Linked DNA regions of Sus scrofa: region 1 is linked to region 2. Evidence: chromatin contacts called from public Hi-C data. All regions are on one chromosome and are shown on one strand. The core of a region is the stretch at or near the end of the contact, and the rest is flanking DNA. Distances in the headings are between cores, read along the strand shown.

Evidence for each region. A called contact is a pair of places that touch in the nucleus more often than the background predicts.
Region 1: a contact with region 2 is called in a Hi-C map of fibroblasts, with 2.2 times the contacts expected there. The contact joins two enhancer-like sites. A contact is called at or near these places in 4 of 47 Hi-C or Micro-C datasets (alveolar macrophages, embryonic fibroblasts, fibroblasts and 1 more).

What each region holds. Positions count from the first base shown.
Region 1 is chr6:108,308,664-108,312,955 of Sscrofa11.1, forward strand. All of the region lies in intron 3 of TMEM241 (transmembrane protein 241), which reads right to left. Among named protein-coding and RNA genes, the nearest start is that of TMEM241, 19 kb to the right of the region's middle. Within about 2 kb of position 1,313, at least 6 of the 83 cell types and tissues checked have an H3K27ac peak or open chromatin away from gene starts, as enhancers often do. A contact at or near this core is called in embryonic fibroblasts, where this site is marked.
Region 2 is chr6:108,196,001-108,200,404 of Sscrofa11.1, forward strand. All of the region lies in intron 4 of CABLES1 (CDK5 and ABL1 enzyme substrate 1), which reads left to right. Among named protein-coding and RNA genes, the nearest start is that of CABLES1, 82 kb to the left of the region's middle. Within about 2 kb of position 2,206, at least 20 of the 83 cell types and tissues checked have an H3K27ac peak or open chromatin away from gene starts, as enhancers often do. A contact at or near this core is called in embryonic fibroblasts, where this site is marked.

The DNA of each region.
Region 1 (4,292 bases), core at 63-2,562, 110 kb after region 2:
AACATTAACAGGAGCAGCGTCGGTGACATTTTTTGAGCCCTTGCTACGAACCAGGCACTGTGCTGAATGTTTTCTCCCCTGTAATGTTTTTAAAATCTGCACGACAATCTCATGAGGGAAGTGTTGTTATTGTTGTTATTATCACTGTTACTGTTATTATCCCCCTTGTGTAGACGAGGAAACTGAGACACAAAGGGTTTAAGGAATTTGTCTATAGTGAGAAGAACTGGTCACAGCAAAGCCACAACTTGAGTTTAGGTCTGACTCAGGACCTTGCTTTGAACCACCTCTCATACTTCATCCTCAAGGATCTCACCATCTAATGGGAGACAGACATTGACATATAGGTAAGCTACAAACATGACATGATTTTGCTCTGGAAGCAGACCCAGCAACTAATTAGCTGAGGACTATTCTGCTATTACTAGTCCTGCAACAACCATAGACATCTGTACTTCCAACCGAAAAGTAACGAGAGAATGGAAATGCAGCCTCCATCTTAATGAGCCAGGCTAGGGAGTTCCCCTCATAGCTCAGTGGTAATGAACCCAACCAGTATCCATGAGAATATGAGTTCCATCTCTGGCCTCCCTCAGTGGGCTAAGGATCCAGCATTGCAGTGAGCTGAGGTGTAGGTCACAGATGTGGCTCAGATCTGGCGTTAGTTGCTATGGTGCAGCCTGGCAGCTGCAGCGCCAATTTGACCCCTAGCCTGGGAACTTCCATATGCCACAGGTACAGCCCTAAAAATAAAAAAAATAATAATAAGAGTTCCCGTCAGTGGATAAAAATCTGACTAGGAACCGTGAGGTTGTGTGTTTGATCCCTGGCCTTGTTCAGTGGGTTGAGGATCTGGCGTTGCCATGAACTGTGGTGTAGGTCTCAGATGCAGTTCGGATCTGGCGTTGCTGTGGCTGTGGTGTAGGCCAGCAGCAACAGCTCTGATTGGACCCCTAGCCTGGGAACCTCCACATGCCGCAGATGCGGCCCTGAAAGACAAAAGCCAAAGAAAAAAAAACAAAAAAAAAAACCCACTAATGGGCCAGGCTAACTGTTCCTCTTCTATGAAAAGGCTTTCCCATTAGACATGAAGGGTCAGGGTCCACAGTGTGCCAGGCACGAGAAGGAAGCCCAGAGCATGACGTGCAGGGAGCGTGAAGAGGCAGGAAGGTGTGCTTGGGGTGAAACAGCGCTGGCCCAGCTGCAGCGGGTACTTTGGCAGGAAGGTCAGTGAGGCCCCAACATGCATGCTCCACTCCTTCTTAAACAAAGAAAACTCCTGCTGACTCATATACTCCAAGAGACATCAAGGCATCTCAGCAGCCATGGACGTGAAGGAAAGAAAACAAGGCTAGGGAACAGCTTGTATTTTCACCTCTCTGCCCTAACATACAAAGAAATAACTTAAAAAAAATTTTTTTTAAGTATAGCTGATTTACAATGTTGTGCCAATGTCTGCTGTATAGCAAAGTGATGTAGTCATACATATATAAACATTCTTTCTCTCATATTATCTTCCATCATGTTCTATCACAAGAGACTGGATATAGTTCCCTGTGCTGTACAGTAGGACAAAGAAATAACTTTAACCAGAAAAAAATATGTCCAACCAGGTCTAGCTGGACTAAAGAAACTTCTGGGGAAATGCTACAGGGCAGCTATGTGAGCATCAGGCTCCAAACATGGATTATGGCCCAGAACCCAGGCACTGGTGCTCTGCTTCCCCAGGCACTGGTGCTCTGCTTCACTCAGGGCCCGTCTTCAGGGTGGATGGAGCCAGGGCAGCATGTGCCAATGGGGCAAGGCCTGCAGGAGAGGTAGTGGCCACAGAGCCCTTTCTTGCTCCTCTGAGCCTTGATTCTGGTGAGACCAAGGTCCACCTGCACCACACACCAACATAAAGCCACAGCTAGGACTTGCCGTTGTGGCATAGCGGAAACAAATCCGACTAGGAACCATTCAGGTTCGATCCCTGGCCTCGACCAGTGGGTTAAGGATCCAGCATTGCCATGAGCTGTGGTGTAGGTCACAGGCGAGGCTCAGATCTGGCGTTGCTGTGGCTCTGGCATAGGCTGGCAGCTACAGCTCCAATTTGACCCCTAGCCTGGGAAGCTCCATATGCCGCGGATGCGGCCCTCAAAAGATAAATAAATAAATAAATAAATAAAGCAAGCAAGCCACTGCTGCAGTTGAGAATGATAAACAGGAATCCCTGGGAAAAACTGCTGCCGAAACAGGTGTAGGTAAGACAAGCAGGAAAGGATGGGGAGAAAAGGAAAAAGGATGAAAAATCGAGAAGGGTTCTGCATTTATACTGTTTCAAAGTATCAAAACTCTCACTCCCCTGAAAAATCAGAGCATATATGTATGTTATATAGATTATGCAAGAAAAGACTCAAAGGAACAATTGCTGATAATCCATACCCAAAGGAAAAACCTTACCAAAAGCTTAGCAAACGCATGCGTATTTATGCATCTTAAATTAAAATAGATTGTTTCGTCAGCACATAATTCCTTGATTTATCTCTTTCAATTAACCCACTAATTATCTAACAGAGAAGGGAACTTCTGCATATATATTAGTGTGTACCCCAACACTCAAACTGTAAGTTCCATAAAGGTAGGAATCATGTTTGTTCTGTTCATATAAATAAATGTAAAATAGTACATGATAAATAAGGCAAAGAAGACTAAGGGACTGTAATATACCATAAGGGCACCCAACCTAGTCAGTGAAGATAGGAAAACCTTCCTCAGATAGGTGATGCTGAGATAAAACCCAAAACTGAACTGGGTACAGAGGGTGGGATGGAGCAGTGGAAGGGATACAATTTTCCAAATATAGCATGTGCAAAGGCCCTGTGGCAGGGAGAAACTGGGAAAAGGTAAGTTCAGCTTGAGCAGATGGAGAGAGAAACCCAGGGATAGGAAGGATGTGATGATCTGATCTACATTTTTGGAAGGACTGCTCTGGCTACAGTATCGAGAAGAGGATGGAATGGGGCTAGGAATGAGAGTGTGGGAGGTCAGGTAGGTAGACACTGCAGTGGTCCAGACAAGAAATGATGGTGATGGAGAGAATGGACCACTTTGAAAAATCAATAGGACTTGGTGATCATTTCCACTGGAGGTTGAGGGATAGAGGACATCAAAGATGACTCCCAGGTTTCCAGTTTGAATAAGGGGATGGACGCTGGTGCACTGAGATAAAACAAACTGGAAGAGGTTTGCCTGGGAAAATTATGAGCTCAGTCTTGAAAATCACAAACTTGGAACACGCAACAGAGACGTCAAGTGAGGACTGGACATAAGAGTCCAAGAGTCCCTCCCCCATCTCCCCTTCCGTTCTCTGGTGAGCAAGAATACACTATTAAATATGTCTTACCCTTGATTGTCCTGTATTCCCTTATCCCTCAGTTTTAAGTATAAAATTCAAGTATCTTTCCCTTCGGTCCATTATTCACAGCAATAAGAGTCTCTTTGTGTTTCTTTGTGCTTTTGCCATCTCTTAAAGTACTTTTGAAAAATCTTTTTCTTCAACAGGAAATGAAACTATAATCTCAATATCCTAGTGAGGTCTGCTAAAACTAAGGATTCTTTCCTTGGGAGATACAGCAATAAGTAATGGGAATCAGACCAGCTTCTGGGCACTGGAGAATATAATTTTATAATGTTCACATGGTTGCCCAAATCTTTGGAAATTATAATTAGCACTCTTCACTCCCAAGGAATGTTCCAGCAGTTAGCTGACTAACTTTAACCAACAGCTCTAAGAGAAGGACAAACTTCACCCATGTCTCTGGGATGCCCTTTCTTCTGGGTCAGGGCCTCTAGGGCTGGGTCATCTAGGAGTAGGGGCAAGAGGGATGCACAGGTACAGAGCAGGGGTTGTGGGCAGTGGAAAGAATATAGTTAAGCAAACCTTCCTATTTAGGAGGTTTATATCCCTACTTTCAAGCTGAGTTTGCGCTGAGAGCTCAGGGTTTTTAAAATTTATGAAATGGTGATAATAACACTCAGAAGCAACTGAGAGAATTTCCTAAGAGGACGAATACAGCATGTGGGGCAGCGCATGACACGTTGAAAATAGCGCCACCTCTCCATAAATGTTCTCCTTCTGCTTTTCCACACATTAACTCCAAGGACAAAGGCCACTAGGAAAGACTGATAGATCTACCCACATAAAATGGCCCAAAACACCACAAAGACAATTGAAAGATGATTTACAAAGCAGGAAAAATATTGGTAATATATAAACAGGCTGGAGTTTAATATTCCTGATACATAAAGAG
Region 2 (4,404 bases), core at 956-3,455:
GTCTAAAAAATTGGCTATATTACAGTAGAAAATTGATAGACACTGTAAACCAGCTATAATGAAAAAAATACAAATCATTACATGTTTTTTAAAATAAAAAAATTAAAAATTGGCTATAATGTCAGCCTCGGCATTTTGAGAGCATTAGGTAGAAAAATACATACGAACGCTCCGAGCACCCCATCAGCCTGCAGCATATACTCATTAAATGTTAACTTTGGCAGTGTGTTCGTCTGGTTGCTGAGCTACTTAATCACCCTTTAGATCTGCCCCAACACAGCAAATCTCAGCCCCGTTCCTAATGGGTTAGCCAGTGAGTGTTTCTACAAACCTAAGGGATTCATCTTCAGATCTGCTTTTCCTTGGTCTTTAAATTGTTTTCCCCAATGGTACATGCTAATTTTTAGAAATCTGGAAAGTACAAAAAATAGAAGGAAGATAAAATTTACTGAGCCCCATCGCAGAGCCATCGTTAACGTTTTGGTCTATTTCCTTCCAGTCTTTTTTTTTTCTCCCTCTCGTACATGTGCTCGTGTGGAATATGACAAGATGATTGTTTTGTTTTGATCTTTCTTGCTGGTGGAAAGAGTCTCTGCCAGATCCCACCTTTCAAAACAAGCTTTGCAAGCTGGTTGCCGAGAAGAGGAACAGATGTTGCCTGTCTTTTTCACTATAACTGTAACATCAAACCTTTCCCATAGCTGTAAACACTCTTCTCAGATTAAGCTTGTAAATTATGCCATTTTCTGGGAAGAGTCCCAGCCTAAAACCAGCATCTCTTCTCTCCACCGACCCTTGCCAAGGCCCGGCTGAGTCTTTTTGCCTTTTATCCACATTAGTCACTGCCTTCTCTTTTCTAGCGTGGATTTGTGGTTTGGCTTGGTGACCCTCCATTTATAAAATGAATTGCAAGCAACGTGCTTGCCTTTCCTAGGTAGGCAGGCCCCACTTGATTAACAGCCCCTCCGCCCTTCAAGGACCACCGCCCTCCTCACGCGCCTCAGCCCTCACCCCATCCTCTGGGCAGCTGTGCCATTGCCATGGGACCAGGCGTGGAAAATCTGGGAGCTGTAAAGGAATCTGTGGGTTCAGAAGTAGAGAGGAAATTGTGAAAAACAGGAACAGCTTGGGAGGAAGGCCCCTGGAGTCCTAAGAAGGAAGAGGAGGCTCAGAGAGAGCGGTGGAAATAATGCAAACATGACCTCCTTTCTGTTGTTACAGTGTCAGCCCCAAACTGGGAAACCACAAGAAACCCAACTTTCTCTTATTTCTTGACCTCTTCCACCCTCTGACCCAGTGCTCCTACAGCCACAGCTCCTGCTTGTGCTGTTGGGCTAGTTCTGTTATATTGAGGGCCGAAAGGGCACTGTGTAGGCTCATCGCTGTTAGAACATCGTGTCTGTGGGAACATGCATGTTGCGCTCCAGAGGGCCGACTCAAGAGCTTTTGGATAAGAACCCACTAGTGAGTGAGAGATGCAGGCCTTGCATTGAGGACCAGTCCCAGGTTTGTCCTTGTGCATCAGGGGGGTGAAATGGGTGCCCATAGGCTCTTATTTCCTGAAACATATGGTCATCAGTAGGTATTTCTGTATGTATGGATCCAACCAGAAGGAATAATGAACCCAGTTAACTTGTGACTCAGGGCTATGTAAAAGAACCAAGTTAGTGATTTCAACAAAAAATAAAAAAGTTTCTGAAGGTGGGTATAGTTACAAACCCATTTAGGTAACCATACCTGATTGAATGACAGTCACTCGGTTAGTTTTACTCAATGTATCAGACGGTGTGATGAAGAAAAGGGCTTCCCAGTGCAGCCCAACGTATCTCTCGGGGGCATGTTTTAAAATAGTGGTTTCCACGTGGCGTTTCTGTCCTTAGCTTTCTGGCATTGGGGCATTTCAGATGAGGTCATCCTTTTGGGTCCATTTCCTGAGTTGATCATTTTGTGACAGGAGAACAGCTTCTTCTATTCTTAGAGAGGGCCTTCAAGCTGAAATGCTGCCTGCCTGACTCCCAGCCCATCCTCCCCTTCCTCCCCTCCCATTCCCCCTGCCCCCCTCCCCAAAAAACACATCTCTTTTCATTGTGGAAAATTGCACATTCACAAATTGTGTTTCTTTCCTCACACCAAGCAAATTTCCACAGAGAGGCAGATTCAGGAATGATCTCATGGATGAATCATGCGATTACCCCGCTGTTTATAGGCGCTGCCTTTAGACAAAGATTTTGGTGTTAGCTGCGTTAAGGTCCCTTCATTGTCTTTCACTTACCCTAAGGGGGTGGAGGGGTGGTTTATCAATGAAGTGCTGAGTGTGAGAGGGGCTGGACTTTAGACTGAAAGCTGCTTTGATTTTGCTTTTTCCTGTCAGTTCTGGGCCCTGTTCCACGGGCTGTGATGTTATAACATTCTGCTCTGAGACAAGGAAGCAGATCCAGTCCAAGATGGCACCACGTTGGAAGAGGCGACAAACAGGACCTCTTAGGCTATGGTTGAGTTCCAGTGGATGTGTAACCTCTTTTTTTTTTGCTTTTCTAGGGCCGCACTTGAGGCATGTGGAGGTTCCCAGGCTAGGGGTCCAATCACAGCTACAGCCGCCAGCCTACGCCACAGCCACAGCAACATCAGATCCAAGCCTCATCTGTGATTTACACCACAGCTCACGGCAACGCCGGATCCTTAACCCACTGAGCAAGGCCAGGGATCAAACCCACAATCTCATGGTTCCTAGTCAGATTCTTTTCCGCTGCGCCACAGTGGGAACTCTAGATGTGTAATCTCTTAATTAAAATTAGCTCACAAGTGGTATTTTCTTTCCTAATACAGCGCTCAAGTTTTGCCTTCTACGCAGCAAATCTCTCTCCCTTTTCTTTTTGAAGGATCTGGAAATCCTGTTAATATTTAATTGGCTTTTAAATTATTTACATCTCAAAGTATTCAATCAACTGTGGTCCTTTAAAGAGCAAATGCCCAGTGGAGCTCCAGGCCAGCATTCCAGTGTCTTGAGTTTAGAGCACCCTGAGTGGAATGACCCGGGTAGAAGTCAGGTCATCCCCATCTTGGAAGTAGAAAGCCCTGGAAACTACTTAATTGATCCCACACCCACGCTTTTCCCATCTACTTCCCAGGTGTTAAGTATGTAAATTGTATTTTTTTTTAATTAAGACCAATATTGGTTCATATGCTCCCTAAAGAAAGGGACTTATTTAAATTTTTGGTTATCAAATAGGGAATCTTGTCTGATCAGTTCATGTGTTATGGCCCAGTGAGCTTTAGAAAAGGAGATGAAAGACCATTTGGGGAGTTCCCATCCAGGCTCACTGGGTTAAGAACCCAACTAATACCCATGAGGATGTGGGTTCGATCCCTGGCCTTGCTCACTGGCGTTGCCGTGAGCTGTGGTATAGGTCACAGATGCAGCTCAGATCTGGCGTTGCTATGGCTATAACATATGTCGGCAGCTGCAGCTCCAATTTGACTCCTAGCCTGGAAACTTCCATATGCCATAGGTTCGGCCCTAAAAAGACCAAAAAAAAAAAAAAGATCATTTTGTCTGTTACACAAGATGAAATCAGGAGTTGGCCATTGTGTGGTTAATAGCAACCTGGGCAACCCCCGTTGGGCACCAGGATATCTAGAGAGGCCATCTGCTCTGACCAGATGACTCCACCGTTGTGAAATCATGTGCATTCATGGCCGTGAGAACCAAAACTAAGATAGTGGTCCAGGGGGTTTCCAACCATGATGTTACGGGCTTTTATAAGAGCGCTGTGTTAAATAAATAACTTCCAGTGCTATCCTGTGAAGGATGGGTTTACACCCCCAGAAGAACCAACCTAGATTTCCACTCCTTGCTTAAGGGTGTGACTGCTGATTGGGTGGCTGTGTCCCCCAAAGCATTTTCATCTTCTGCTTTCATCTCCCTCTTCTCCCCAACCCACTTGCTCCCCAACCTCATCGGCCACATGTTGTAAAAAAATCTTTGTGCTGAGTTTTCAAAGCCTGTTTGTGGCTACAGCCTCTGCAAAAGTTAACCAACTTGAATAGAATGAGAAATGAGCTCTCACAGCTAAAGGAGTCCAAGTTGCAGTGTCACCCAGGCCTGTGGAAGAAAAGGAATCATATCTTTGCATTGTCCACGGTTTTATTAACCAGGGGTCTCCTAGCATATCTGCCCAAATGAGATTTTCTTCTATGATCTGATTGACCCTGTTTGTCTCTGAGTGCAAATGACAGCATTTAAACCTTAATGCATGCTGCATGCAATTTTGGGCAATATCCACATCTGGTATTTGAACTTGCCTTCATTCCATTTTTAGAAGGAGGTAGAACATAAATAAATTAATGTTTGAACTCCAGAGGTATCTGGGGGAAAAAAATCTTCTAGGCTTTTCAAAGAAACAG